2 separate regions of the Mus musculus genome follow, and region 2 is linked to region 1. Evidence: chromatin contacts called from public promoter capture Hi-C data. All regions are on one chromosome and are shown on one strand. The core of a region is the stretch at or near the end of the contact, and the rest is flanking DNA. Distances in the headings are between cores, read along the strand shown.

What was found. Capture Hi-C pulls out chosen DNA fragments and counts their contacts.
Region 2: a contact with region 1 is called in a promoter capture Hi-C map of adipose tissue. The contact joins two enhancer-like sites. A contact is called at or near these places in 3 of 484 Hi-C or Micro-C datasets (embryonic fibroblasts, muscle stem cells and uterus), 2 of 115 datasets of contacts at active chromatin or transcription factors (fibro-adipogenic progenitors and pancreatic cancer cells) and 2 of 9 other capture datasets (adipose tissue and liver).

Annotation. Positions count from the first base shown.
Region 1 is chr5:32,076,870-32,084,091 of GRCm38.p6, forward strand. All of the region lies in intron 11 of Babam2 (BRISC and BRCA1 A complex member 2), which reads left to right. Among named protein-coding and RNA genes, the nearest start is that of Gm40277, 9.9 kb to the right of the region's middle. Within about 2 kb of position 4,127, at least 43 of the 459 cell types and tissues checked have an H3K27ac peak or open chromatin away from gene starts, as enhancers often do. A contact at or near this core is called in adipose tissue, fibro-adipogenic progenitors, muscle stem cells and 1 more, where this site is marked.
Region 2 is chr5:31,874,007-31,881,228 of GRCm38.p6, forward strand. The region is part of intron 6 of Babam2 (BRISC and BRCA1 A complex member 2); the gene reads left to right. Among named protein-coding and RNA genes, the nearest start is that of Gm52770, 120 kb to the right of the region's middle. Within about 2 kb of position 2,740, at least 76 of the 459 cell types and tissues checked have an H3K27ac peak or open chromatin away from gene starts, as enhancers often do. A contact at or near this core is called in adipose tissue, fibro-adipogenic progenitors, muscle stem cells and 1 more, where this site is marked.

The DNA.
Region 1 (7,222 bases), core at 2,877-5,376:
GGGTGTAAAAGTCCCTCAGTTTGCTATGAAAGCCAGCCATAAACACCTTTCCTGGGAACCAAAGACTCAGAGCACTTACCAGATGCTATGCCCAAAAGCCAAGGCAGCTGGGGAAGCCATGAGCCCCTAGACACTTGAGGTCTAGAATTCACCCACTAAGCCATATTTGCTGCCTGGCAAACAATACATCACAGCCACCAAGAAGCTCAACAGGAAGACTGTTGTTTTAACCCTACAAAGAATTAATATCCTAAAGGTGATCTTGATCCTCAGGGACTATAACTAGACCCTGAGTCTAGACTAATACCAGGTGGTGCTATATGGAAACCCTGAGCACCTCCTCCTCCTGTTGGAGCCTGGACCCCACACTCCCTGTGGTCAGCCCTGCTGGTTAGGCTGAGCACTTCCTCTCAGGGGGTCATCCTTTGGTGTTTCCCCTTTTTCTTACTAAGCAAGAGAAGGCCATCTGTGACCTTGAAGGTGACTCACCATCATCAAATAGATGGTCACTTCCCCCTAGCAGGTGAGCCGATGAGTAGCCCTTCTTGTGGCCAAGGCTGTGGTCAGATCCCTCACCATCCATGGGCCTTCACACTGCCATCACATCCTGGCCTGAGCTAGGTTCCTGCTTGCCCTTAGCAGAGTAATCGGGGGATCGTCTGTGTGAGCAAAATAGGCAGAAACAAGTGACAGGACCTGATGAGCACAGAGCTGGGCCTTGCTTGGGCTTTGAAGCTCCCAGCAGCACCTCATTCCTCATTCCCAGCACACCTACTACCTGCTGCAGCTTCACCAGCTCATGCCAGATGACCAGAGAGGAAACAAACAAGACTTGTTTGCCAGCTCCTGGACTGCTAGGCCATCCTAGAGCAGACTTCTTTTATTTATACACCAGGTTAGAAGTCACCTGTAATGAAGCCTGAGAAAGACAGGCACAAGGATACTGAGGACAGGCCATTCTAATTTCAACCAAAGCCAATATGGACCGACCAGGATTCTGCATCATAGTAAGGGGCCATTGCAGTTCAACCTCCCCTACAACCTCCCTTGTAGCAATGTGATCGTTCCTTCCCTTATAAAATGATATTGCTCTAAAGCACTTCTTCACATATCTGTTTGAGGAACCCATGTAGAGCTGTGTGTGTAGAGTACCCAGTGTGAAACTGGGGTGCATATGATGAGCAGGGATCTTCCGTCCTAAGAGTATGGGAAACTGTTTGGCATATGATAGAGGCATTCACTCAGAGATGGAAGCCCAGCAGAGCAAGCCAGCCTTATAGCTGAGGCCTGTAGGATGTTCTTTCCATCCCTCTCCATTTGCCAGCTAGCCCTCTGCTCTCTTCTACCACTGTGAATGCCACTGTGCACACTGTACTTGAGTATTCACTCTCCAGGATGCAAGAGACACTGCCCCCCAACAATTGCAGTAACTGACTACAAGCTGCCCTGGCCCCAAAGGAATTGGCCAGGCTCCGGAAGACCTCATAGAGGGCTTCAGAAGGGCAGCAAACTGCTAGGTAACCCTGAGCACTTTAGAATTTTTAGCTACCCTGTGGTTCGTCAGGAATCAGGTTCCATTCCAATACCTGCATGTGTAGACCTGGTCTCTGAAGCCCTTCCACAACAGCTTTTGATGATTGAGTTTAGCAATACTGAGATCACAACCTTAGCCTTCTCATAGGTGAGGCAGCACACTGCCTAACACACAGTCAGGACACAAGTCTAAACACCCTCAGCCAAATCAAACCACGCTGGCCTGAGACCGGTGAGCAGAGTGCTGTGGGATTCAGCCCAAGGAAGACTGGGCCTGTGTATGAAGCCATTAGCATGTGACATTGTGTTCTCAGCTTAATATCAAGACTTTGCATGTTCAGTGTACTAATTCCTCATTTTATAAGCTTGGACACCACCCCTCACACCCCAGAAACAAACCAGAGCTGCTCAAGGAATGCCATGTGTAGCAAGACTCCCTACGAACCGTTACAAAAACACTTGTTTGTTCTTAAACCCCATACCAGAGAGCCAAGCTACCATCACCCCGGGCACAACAGTCAAACAGACTCCCACTGGCAGTCACTGATCCACCATGCTGCACAGAGTTAGATGGGCAGTTGCTACCTGGGCTTTGGAAGGTTTGCAGGGAAGAACATCAAAATGAAAGCAAGTCCTTTTTTTTTTTTTTTTAGATCTTTTGTAAGCCTGGCCTTTTGACACGAGGCGAGAACCCAGAATGAGTCTGTATTTACATGGCAGTCCAGGACAGTGAGGACAAGGCAAGACCAAAGACCACAAGGCATGATTAGCAGGACTTGCCTTACAGTGTTTACAGGACTGCTTTGATTTTCATACCACAATCGGTTTTCATGTGACTGATGAAAACCATGTGCCAGTTGAAGTCACAGCTGCAGAACGGAGCTGGAAAAGGCAGGGAGAACTATTAGGTATTTGGAACTTGCCTCTATTTTCATAAATGACCTCTGGCTTGGTTTATATGTTCTAGATTTTCTGACAGTGAGGGTCATGCCTCTGAACCACTTCGCCCAGCCCACCCTAGCCCACCCCACCACCACACTGGCCTGGCTCGAACATCACAGGTCTGTCTCATCTTACAATTGCCCAGAGAAAAGCACTTTTTAATTCAAGTCTTGTTTTGGAAGAAGGCAAATATTTAGGCTTTTGCAAAATAAAAAGATCTGTCTGAGGACCACGCCAAATAATTCTGCCCTTGTCTTGGGCAGCTCGTCATATGACTTTTAAGCCCTTTCCTAGTCAACAGCTGTGACCTCCTTCCTGACCAAAAATTTGTACCCAAGGAGCAAACCCAGCAGGTTTGGAAGATGAATGAGGGCCTCAGGTAGCTTTGGCTGCAGAGCTCACCCTTAGATGCCACCAGTATGCCACCAGTATGCCACCAAGCAGACCAGGACTGAATTTCAGAGGATCTATCCTGTCCCCAGGACATTGGCTGCTTGTCCAGTGTAAAAGTAGCCATCTCACTGCTCCAGCTGACAGCTCTGTATGGGATGTTTGAGGAAGGAGGAGTCAGTCAAGAAGCCACAGGAAGAGGATGAACTAAGGACACAGACTCGCAGACCTGTCTCCCTGTACAAGGCATCCCTCGTCCACAGAGACTCACGATGTTTATGGCTGTTTACAAAAACTCTGAACCTCTCTGCCCAATGCTTAGACCCAGCTTGGTCCCCATGTTAACAGTTGGCAGCATTGATCATCTATTAGGTTGGTTATTATGTCAAGGGCTTACTTGGGCCATCTCATTTAAGAACCTTTTAAGGTAGCTATAGTTGTTCCCATATTATAGATGAAGAAGCCAAACTAATGTCACTTGCCCAAGGGATCCAGCTAATAAAGGCACATGAACAGGCCTGAAGCTGAGATCTCACTACTTCAGAGCCTACTCTACATGACCTGTCACCCACAGTCAGCGGCAGGCCAAGCTCTCAGCTGTGTAGAAGAGAGAGCTGCAGTCCAGAGAGGAGACTATCAGCCCTGGGTCCAGGGCAAGAGAAGGAGAGCTGCTAATAAGCACTGCGTCTCCTGCCCCGCGCCCTGCTGTACACAGAACTGACCTCATCACAGCCTGGGATCCCTTTGCTACAATTTGTTTTCTGGAGATTCTTGGACTGTGCTGGGATTTTGAAATCTCAAGCAATAGGACATCAATTAGACCTACCAAAGGGATGAGAGTATCAGAGCCTTATTCCACCCTGAAACATAATAGACTCTGAACTGTTCTGAAACTAAAACTTCTAGCATGAGTGGAGTGAGGGACTTGGCTGACTCCAGGCATCTGTCTCCTGCCACCACACCCACCCCTGGCCAGTTAATGCTAAGGCAAGGAGCCTTCCCTACCACATCACACACTTGGGAAGCTTTCTGGACACTTTGCCTTTGGTAACAGATGTAGATACCTAGTGCCGTTAGCATGCTGTGCCCTGGGCAGCTCCTCGTTTTCTCTGATAAAAACTAAATAATTGAAAGCAGGGCTCTAAAACCATCTATAAATGGGTGGGCGCCAGTTGTCATTTTCCCCCTCCTGTGCCTGCTTCCCCTCCCTTAACTGACTTAATGAGGAGCCAAGCTGAGAAGCGATCTCTGCAAACAGCTGGTAGCACCATGCCTTTAAATAGCCCTCGCCACACTTCCCTCGTGGAGGCACAGTTTGCCCTGGCAGGAAAAGCCCAGGAAACACAGGAAACTTTCTGCAAATTTTCCGCAAAGGAAGAGCCTGCCTGCCTATCAGTCATGCTCCCTGTTGCCAAGACCCTTTGTATAAGGGCCTTGCAGCCCCTTCCCCACAAGTGTTCCCAGGAAACACTGAACTAAGGGCTATAGCTCCAGACCCTATGAGACTCTGGTCCTGGGAGGGATGACAGGGGACCACTCGAACTATGGCTGCCAGGCTCAGGCTAATGCCTGGAGCCAATCCTTGCAGCCTTCACCGTCTATTTAACCAGGAATGTTGGGATCCTGCTGTATGTAACCTAGAAACAGCCAGAGTGACCCTGACTACAGTGACCTTGAAGTAAGGGCTACAGGCACTGACAGCAGCCTACCCACTCTGATCCTCAGATTAAGGGAGTCAGCTTTCCCCAGCTACACATCTAGACTGTTGGGAAAATAGAAGCCACTGGAATATGTGGCTTGCAGCCACAGTTGCCACACTCTGTCCTTTGTGAACCTCACCTTGGGGCTTCTCTTGGTTCGTCCAGCTGTGTTCCAGGTCAGGACACAGTCTCATCAGCTCTTTCTTATGTATGAAGAGTGTTTGGTCTGGTGCACCTGTGCACAAGTGCTTTAAAGTCAAGGTGACAGTGATGTAGGCACTGTGGGGCTGTGTCGGTCAGGAATGGATGAAAGATACTAAATCTATCTGTCTTTCTCTCTTTTCTCTGGCACAGTTTAAAATTTAATAACGGCTAGTTTCCTCTGTCACTACCTAAACACTACATTTACTGGTAGAGTATTATTCTCTCACCCACATACTTTAATAGTTAGAAATGCACAGGTTTAAACTAACCCTGCCAACAAGTGGCTACCATGAGCTATGTTCATTGAAGCCACTGTGGACTGCATGTTGAACCAGGGCTAAGCCAGTAAGCCCCATTTTACAGGGGCCATCAATGTGACCTGTCAGGGAGGATATGTGAATATTCAAATGTCCTGGAAGCACAGGGACTGACTATGGGCAGACGAGAATCCTCTGATGGCTTAGCAGTGTGGAAAGCATTCCATCTAACCTAAATGGAAGTGAAGGTGAGAATGGTGCTGCTAGAAAGAGGATGTAGTCACGTGCTGGAGGAGAGGCAGAAACACAGGCTTGGGGCTCATACACTAACTATGGGTGGGCTTAGAGGAGTCTGTAGCATAAGATGTATGTACTAGGAATGGAAGCTCTGCTTGCACTTTTTCTGAGAGTGTCCTTTGTTTACTTCTCAAAGGAATGCATACCTCAAAAATATTAAAGAATATATTTGTTTAAAAAACAAAACAAACAAAGTGAGTGGAAGGCAGATAGTGAGAACCATCCTGGGAGTCAGGAAGAGCGTTGGAGGAACACTAAGATCCTGGTCAGGTCTTGGAGACAGAGACAGTCAACAGAAAGGCATGGCTGGCTTGTGTCCTCAGGGAAGCAGGCTTCTGCGAGGATTTTGTTGAAGGGTAGCAAAATTAGAACAGGAATGTCACCAAGAACAAAGAAGAGGAGACTCTTGGCGGTGGATTACCAGCAAGGATCTAGGGAGACTTGGAAGCTAAAGGCTCTGTTAGAGAAGTGCACATTGGCCAGAGTGTCTTCTAGGTCAGAATGTTCTGCAGGTGGTTGGGACTGTGGGACTGGAATTCTGGGAGGGGAAAGAGGGTGGGAACCGGACTGGAGAGTACTGAAAGTGATGCAAGCCTTCAGACAACCATGAACTTGACCGTGTTCTGCATGAGTAGAGTGGAGAGCAGGGAGAGACAAGCTCCAAGAAAAGTTGTATCTGGGAGAGAGAGGGGCAGTAGAGCTAACAGTAGAGCTAAGATACTTAAAGTCACAGAATTGTGATGGAGAGATGAAGAAAGGGGGAGGGGAGAGAGAGAAAGAGAGAGAAAGAGAAAGCATTTCCAGTGAGAGGCACTAGCTTCTAAATGCTACAGAGATGCTATGGGGGTACCAGGACTGAGAAGCCCAGACATTCATAGTAGCCTGATTAGAAGGGATTCCAGTGGACTTGGTGGAGGAGAGCCGTGCGTCATCATTAACTGTACTCACTTTGGTCTAGAGATGACCACCCAGGGCCTGTTGGGTAGAGGGGTGCTCGTGCCCCATCGTAGGCCCTGTGGTGGAGGCGACTCCTGAGCGGCTCTCAGTGCTTTCAGGTGGGTCTGCTGTTAGTGATTTTAGTAATCAGGCAGATGCACTTCCTGCCTCTCAGTCAGCGCCTCCACTCCTAACTGGGCACTTCTCACCTCCTAAGAGCTGGAACCTGGCACCCAGATCTTTAATAAGATAGTTTGTGTGGATATTGGCAGTTCTTGGGGACTTCTCGTTCTTGTCATTGTTCTGGGAAAGTGAGATTACTGAGTGAGCTACCACTAAATGCCCAAGGATGACAGAGATAATGGAGGTGTCAGTCAGGAACTAAGAGGCCAGCCTGCGTAATGAAAGGTCCATTTCCCTGCACATACACAACTCCCCCTTTCCAATAGGCTTCTTTCTGCTCCAGCCATATCTTCTGTTAATTAAACCCACCCATCTTTCAATGACTGCCTGATAGGGTCCACAGTGCCACCAAGCTGTACCTACCACACACCTCCTTTTTATGTAAAGATTTTACATCTGCCTTCTCCTCTAAACTGAGATCTCTCCTATGTGACTAGTCCCACATCTGGGTCATCCCAGCAGTGTCTGGCACAAAGTAGGCTCAGCACATTCCATATCCTAATGTGGAATGTGGCTTTGTCTCTACAGAGTAGAAAGCCAGGTGTCTGGGTCAATGTGGTGGCTCACATCTATAATCCCAGCACTTGAGACAGGAGGATTTCTGGGAGTTAAGAGGCCAGCTGGGGTACCTAGTGAATTCTAGGCTTGCTTTAGCTATAGAGTAAGGGCCAGGCTAGTTTGGCTAAAGAGTAACACTTGTCTAAATAGAAAAAAATCAGGTATCCAGAAGGCTGTATGTTTTGTCCCAGCTTCCACCTGTCTTTACAAGGTCTCCCAAAG
Region 2 (7,222 bases), core at 1,490-3,989, 200 kb before region 1:
TTCTTATGTTATTAATTGTATTGTTTTACTTGTATCTATTCATGCAATCTAAGATAAACTTTGCTTGTTAACAGTGAGAAATTAGCATAGTTTTTCATTGGACTTACTGCAGTATTTGTTATTAGTTATAGAAGTTGGGAATATCTTACCTATATATGGAAAATAAAACTATATTTACCTTATGATGTTGATTGAAAAAAAACATTTTTACCTATTTTGGAAAACCTGAAGACACTGTTTAACTAGTTCATTGCCCACTGATAGCTTTGAAAAGGGTTAACTAATAATTCTTGTATTATAATAAGTTATTCACTTAAGTTTGTGATGTCCCAATACCTTTCATAACTTTTATCTCTTTTCTATTTATTATCATACTTACTGGTACATAACTGAGGTTTATAATGACTTAGTTATTTTAAAAATCCTATGTTCTAACTTATAGTAATAATTTAATATTTTTATTGGTTTATATATTTCAATTGGTTGCTCTTATTTTACCTTTTTTAATCTAAATTTTTAAACTGTTTATTTTTATTTTACATGTATGAGTGTTTTGCATACACATATGTATATGTACTACATGTATTCCTACTATCCTCAGAGGCCAAAAGAGATCACACTCTGGAACTGGAATTACAGTCCATTGTGAGCCACTGTGTATGTGCTGAGAATGAACCCACGTACTCTGGAAAAGCCCTTAGTTGGTCCTAACTGAGCCAACTCTCCACCCCCTGCCTTTTGTAACTTTAGTTTGGTATTGGTTCATGGCTCTGTCTCATGAGGAATGCCATGGACATCAGTCTAGGGGAGATTGTGTTGTTCCTTGCTTGTCCTGAGTAAGAGGGACTAGACAAAAGACAGGTTCTGTGCAGACAGGCCAGGTTTTCCCAACAGAGCTGACATACATAGTTGGTAACAGCCAGGCACCATTTGTTTAATGTCCACATAAGGGAATGGATCCCTACCTGTGGGTCAGAAGCCCTTTGGGAGTTGAATGAGTCTTTCTTAGAGATAACCTAAGACTACTGGAAAATACAGATATTTATATTCATAACAGTGGCAAAATTACAGCTACAAAAATAATTTTGTGGTTAGGGGTCATTGTGGAACTGTATTAAAGGGTCACAGCATTAAGAAGGTTAAGAACCACTAACATAAAGGAACATGTGGGTGAGATAGTTTAGCAGGAGCTGGGTAACAATGACAATGTTGGTAGCCATATATGGGTACCAGGCTTTAAATAACTGCCCAGCAAGGTTGACATAGCAGGGATGCAGTAGAGCTGTGATTCTTCCTAGTGTGACTCCAGTGTCTCATATCCTTTGACTGTAGCACATTGCCTTGCATGGATACATTCACACATGAGTTAAGCTGATGAAACAGGAGGGTTATGGTCTCTGGATCTAAGACAGAGATCATCTATTTTTCAGGTCAGGTTTGCCATCCTTCAAGTGTGTTGACAAGAACTGGCAGGTATATGTTGACAGATTGAGTCAAGCACTTTTTTTTTATTTTTTGGTTACTGAGACAATTAATGATTCTAATGCTTTCTGCACATTTCTCTGCACCTGTTCTGGCAGTAATATGGGTGAGTTTATGGACACAATAAGGGCTGGCATAGAATCAGCATGCCTTGCCAGTGTCTGTCCTATTGCCTGGGCTGACTGTGGAACCTGCCGATCAGCAGGACCTGCATAGTAAACTAAAGCCCGTACAGGCCGCTGCATGATTGTAGGGGAGATGGTGATTTGCATTTAGTCTTGTTTCTCCCTCATAAGGAAATCTACTGTGAGTGCACATTAATACTGTTTATAATGAATTAATATACTGCTCTGTGGGTATAAATGAAATATATAGAAACATTTATGTGAAACTCAATACTTGTCACTGATGGCTAAGATTTTAAGTGTTCAGGGTTAAGTGTCCTAAGGCAATGGACCCCAAACCTGTCTGAGCAGTTCCAGATTTCCTTTCCCTCAGGGGAAGGACCCATGGAACCGCCACCTACCACCACCATTCTCTTACCCCTTCGTCTCTATCTCCCACTCCCTTCCTCTTTTAAAACTGCACCAGATTAAACTTCTAAGTAAAGGTACAGTCTTGAAAAAAAAAAAAAACAACAACAAACTATCACATTACTTTGTAATTGCTGGGGGGAATCTTGGTGCCCGTTGTTGCAAATAAGTCATCAGAAATAAGACAGTGACTTGTTTCTTGCTTATGGTTTCTTGCTCATGCTTTTTGATTCTCAGTTGAAAAGGCAAACTCTCAGAGGCAGACCCTTGCCTGGCTTGTTTTCTTCTTGTCCCTAGAACAGTTCCTGACACTTGGAAACATCCAGTAAGTAGTTATCAGAAGACTGGCAGATATTGCAGCTTTTCTGGTTGTGCACACTTTCCCGCTGATGGCTACCCCTTCTCACACACCGAGGAAGCAGTGACCCTGCTGTCCCGGAGCACATGCTTATGATGTGATAAGCCACTGAATATGCCTCTGAACCGACTTGGTTGTTTTTATATGTCCACTAGCTCTCATATTTTCATGAATTTTGAATAGCATTTCAGAAAGTAATAAAAGTTGGAAGGTTATGTTAAGATCCCCTTTATCCTATTTCTCACTCAAAGTTCCTGTGTCTTTAAGAGCAGGGCTAAGTAAGTTGGTCCCCCTCCAGGTTCAAGAGGAAATGGATTGTAGCAGTTGTGCCTTCGTGCAGCAGATGTTTTGGTTGGAAAGGCTATCAGCCATCTGACTCATAGTAAGTCCTCAATTCCAGTAATTTCCCAGTTTTCAGTTACAGTAGGTAGGATGCAGGAAAGCAGCGTCTTCCACTTTGGGATCTTTGAACTTGGTTCACATATTACCACTGTTCCTGGCGCATAACTCTGTGTGAGAGGATGAAACACAAGGGAGGTCAGAGCGGTTCCAGGAATAGACATAGTCAGTTGGTGGTGTTTTTTGTGAGAGACCATTGGAGGTAAACCAAAGCCACTGGCCTCTCTGACCTAGTACTAACAGCAAGAAGCATACCCCACTGTGTTTTCCTGTAACTTCCTGCACTAATATTATTCCTGAATTAAGTTAATATGAATAACTAGTATTAATTTGAATAATCAAGTTGTTCTTATTTCCATGTACTATGTACAAACTGCAGTTTTTAATTTGTTTTGGGGATATTCTTTCCCCCAATAGAACCTTGAAAGTAATTCTGTAGTTCTTATATCATGTCTCTCATTTTAGATTATGGCTTTTTTGTGAAAGTTTACCCACTATATGTATACTTCTCAAAAGTTCAGGAAGATTTTACAGCCAGTGTTTTTAATGGACAAATAAGAATTATGGAAGGAATGCTAAATGTGTCCTGTTCTGTATTATGAGTGTGATTGAGGAATTGCTGATTCAGTGAGGTGCCGTTCCATTCCTCTCCCTCTGCTCTTGTCTGGCATCTGGGTTTCACATCATCACGTAGATGGGAAGAGTGTTAGCGTCTTCACAGATAGACACATTCAAAGCCTCGTTGCTTCTCCAGGCCCATAGCAGGACCTGGCTGTGATTTCTGAGAGCTTCCTAGGAGATTTGCCCAAGTGAAACCTGAGGGTCAGAAGGTCACCACCATTCTGGAGCTCCTAATATTTCCTAGCATGATCTTTTCTTTTTTTGGTTTTTTTTTTTTTTTTTTTTTTTTTTTTGGCTTTTCAAGACAGGGTTCCTCTGTGTAGCAGTGGCTGCCCTGGAACTCACTTTGTAGACCAGGCTGGCCTTGAACTCAGAAATCCACCTGCCTCTGCCTCCCAAGGTCTGGGATCCCCACCACTGCCCGGCGATCTTCGTCTTAGCTAATACCAGATCATTTTTAAGTAGCTATATTTAGCACCATGCTCCTCTTGTGTGGGTTGTTCTTTGCATATTTAGCTGATCAGACAGGTCATAGGTCACAGACTTCATAAACTCATCGAGCCCAGTACATTAAGAAAGCCTTTTTCACCTTTGCATTCTAAGACACATTTGTAGAGCTTCAGGCTTCAGGGGTGTCTTAGTCAGGGTTTCTATTCCTGGACAAAGCATCATGACCAAGAAGCAAGTTGGGGAGGTCAGGGTTTATTGGGCTTACACTTCCATACTGCTGTTCATCACCAAGGAAGTCAGGATTGGAACTCAAGCAGGTCAGAAAGCAGGAGCTGATGCAGAGGCCATGGAGGGATGTTCTTTACTGGCTTGCTCAGCCTGCTCTCTTTAAAATCAAGACTACCAGCCCAGAGATGGTCCCACCCACAAGGGGCCTTTCCCCCTTGATCACTAATTGAGAAAATGCCTTACAGTTGGATCTCATGGAGGCATTTCCTCAACTGAAGCTCCTTTCTCTGTGATAACTCCAGCTTGTGTCGAGTTGACACAAAACTAGCCAGTACAAGGGGTTTTTCTCCAGTGAGAGAATAAACAATAGAGAAGCGCTGACCTAGGTTACCCAATGTCTAGAGAGTCATGCTGAGAGAGAAGACCACACACTAGAAAGAAAAGACTGAAACAGTTTGTTCTCTGAGAACTCGTTTCACTCATATTTGTCTCTGTCTCAGTGAGCAATGTGATGTCTCGTACCCAGTAAAGCCCTAGATTGTGATGGGAAAGCATGGGCCAGAGTCCTGAGGGTAGAATTGTCTCCAGGTGCCCTCCCTGCTAATACAGAGTTGGAGGCTCCAGGCATTTTGTGTAGTATCTTTGAGAAATGTCTAGGCCTGCACAAAGCAGGTGATAATTGTATCTATCTTGATGGCTTGTTGGGGATTATGTCTCATCATGATGCATAGCACCCAGATAGAAATGAGCCGTATGAGGCAACTCCCAAGAGAAGCATTGCTAGTACAGATTTGGCTATTTTAGATATGAAACCTTAACTCTGTGATCGGAGAAAAGCTGTCTACCCTGGTAGATTGCTGTGATAAAACTTGATAAGATTCCGATTAGAGAAAAACAGCAATATTTGAGAGAATTATTAAGCCCATATATGTACACAAGTCTTGGTATGCAATTGAATATAAACATTCTGTACATTTGTTAATGTATTTCTGTGTTTTTGTTTGCTTGGTTTGGTTTTTTAAAGATAAAGTCCTGTTAGATGTCACAGCTGGCCCATTCACTGTCTTCCTGCCTCAGCCATCTGAATGCTGGAAGTTTAGGCATGTGCCACAATGCCTGTCCCTGAGTTTCTGTTTTCAAAATGTATGATCTTTTCTGTTTTCCTGGTGCATTTATATATTTTTTTAATTTTTTAAAGTTAAAGCTATATCTAATTTACTACAAAATATAGATATTACAGCATGTCTGTTCTTTGGCCATTTGAAAATAAGTGTTTGTCATGATGGACACAAGCTCCTTATGCTTTGATACATACTTCTTACAAGTGAGAGCCTCCCAGTAATTGTATATGCAGTTCAGGAAGTTAACATTGGTTCATTACTACCATCCAGTTTTAAGATCCATTCAAATTTCACCAAGTCACCTAGTGAGTTCTTGATAGCAGAATAATTCATGTTGACATTGTGTGATATCTTCAGCTATGTGTTTCTTCAGCCTGTAATAGAACTTTAGTTTTCCTTTGGCATTCACAACATTTAACTGTGTGTGTGTGTGTGTGTGTGTGTGTGTGTGTGTGTGTGTGTGTGTGAAGCTTTGGGTCTGTCTGATATTCTATCATGACTGGATTTCATGACAGGACATCACAGAAATGAGCTGTACTTCCCTTTCGCCTCCTCTCAGGTGACATATCCTTTCTATAGCCACTTGGCTGAGGTTGTGCTCATCGCTTGTTTGAGATTCTGTCTACCATAATTTGGATCTTAAGCATCCCTCAATGGCCCACATGCAAAGGCTTGGTCCCCAACCCACAGTACTCTCAGAATGTAGGAGGCAGGATTATTGGGACCCCAGTTCCTCTTCCTCATCTTCCTTCTGCTACTCTCTCTCCCCTCCTCTCTTTCTGCCTCTCCCCCACCATCATGGGATAAACAGATCTTTTTCATCACATGTTCCTGAAAATGCTGATTATGTTGCCTTGGCTCAAGCAATCCCAGTCTAGAAATGCTGGTCCATGGTCCAGACTAAACTTCCTTCATGCCGCCTCCCTCCTGTTGTTTTCTCACAGCAGTAGAAAGCTGATGAGTGTGCTGTCTATCGTGTTTTCACTACAAAGTTACTTCACCTTTTGATTTGTGTATATTTTGTGCTAAGTTCTTTTGTATTCTGTCTTTGTCTGTATTAACAGACACGTACATAACTGATGCTTCTAATTTCAGTTCAGTGCAGGGGCACAGTTTCTCTTTTCCTCTGAATGCATTAAATATGATTCTCATTATCTTAGTGTGTTACTATAATAAAACATGTAGGTATTATTTATTTTAATTATATATCCGTTGATATGGAACCTGTCTTGCATTGTTGCTTCTTCTGCCTCCCCCCATGAGTGAGTATGTTCCCCATTATGCTTGAAGTCTGACATGGACCAAATTACCCTTTATTCAGATTTACCTCTGTTGCTGTGATCAAATAGCTTGGAGTGTAAACAGTTTATTTCATCTGAAACGTTACAGCTTGTCATCAAAGGAAGCCAAAGCAGAAACTCAAAGCAGGAACCTGACCATGGGAACTGAAACAGACTATGGAAGGATGCTTCTTATTGGCTTGTCCAGCTTCCCTTAGACAGTCCGGGACCATCTGTTCAGGCTATAGGAATGGCCACCTTAGGATGCATCTTCCTACATCAACCATATATCAAAAATAATAAAATAAAATAAAATAAAATGTAAAAGCCCAGCAGTGGAAGCAGGGGCTGTCTCTGACTCTTTCTACCTTCAGGAGCTCTTTCCTCCTACTGGTTGCCTCATCTAGCCTTAATAGGAGAGGAGGTGCCTAGTCATAGAGCGGGCTGGTTGAAGGAGGCCTGCCTTTTTCTGAAGAGAAAAGGAAGAGGAGAAGTGGGTTGGGGAAGGAACTGAGAAAAGGAAGAGAGGAAGGAGGGGAACCTACAGTTAGGATGTTATAAAACTAACTAACTAACTAACTAATTGAATTAATGAGTTTAAAAGTCCCACAGACACTCCAAGGCCAATCTGATCTAGGCAATTACTCAGTTGAGGTTCCTCTTCCTAGGTGACTATAATTTGTGTTAAGTTGACCAAAGAAGCCAGAATGCCCTTCTGTGTAGTCCTCGATGCTCTGCACCACTGTAGTG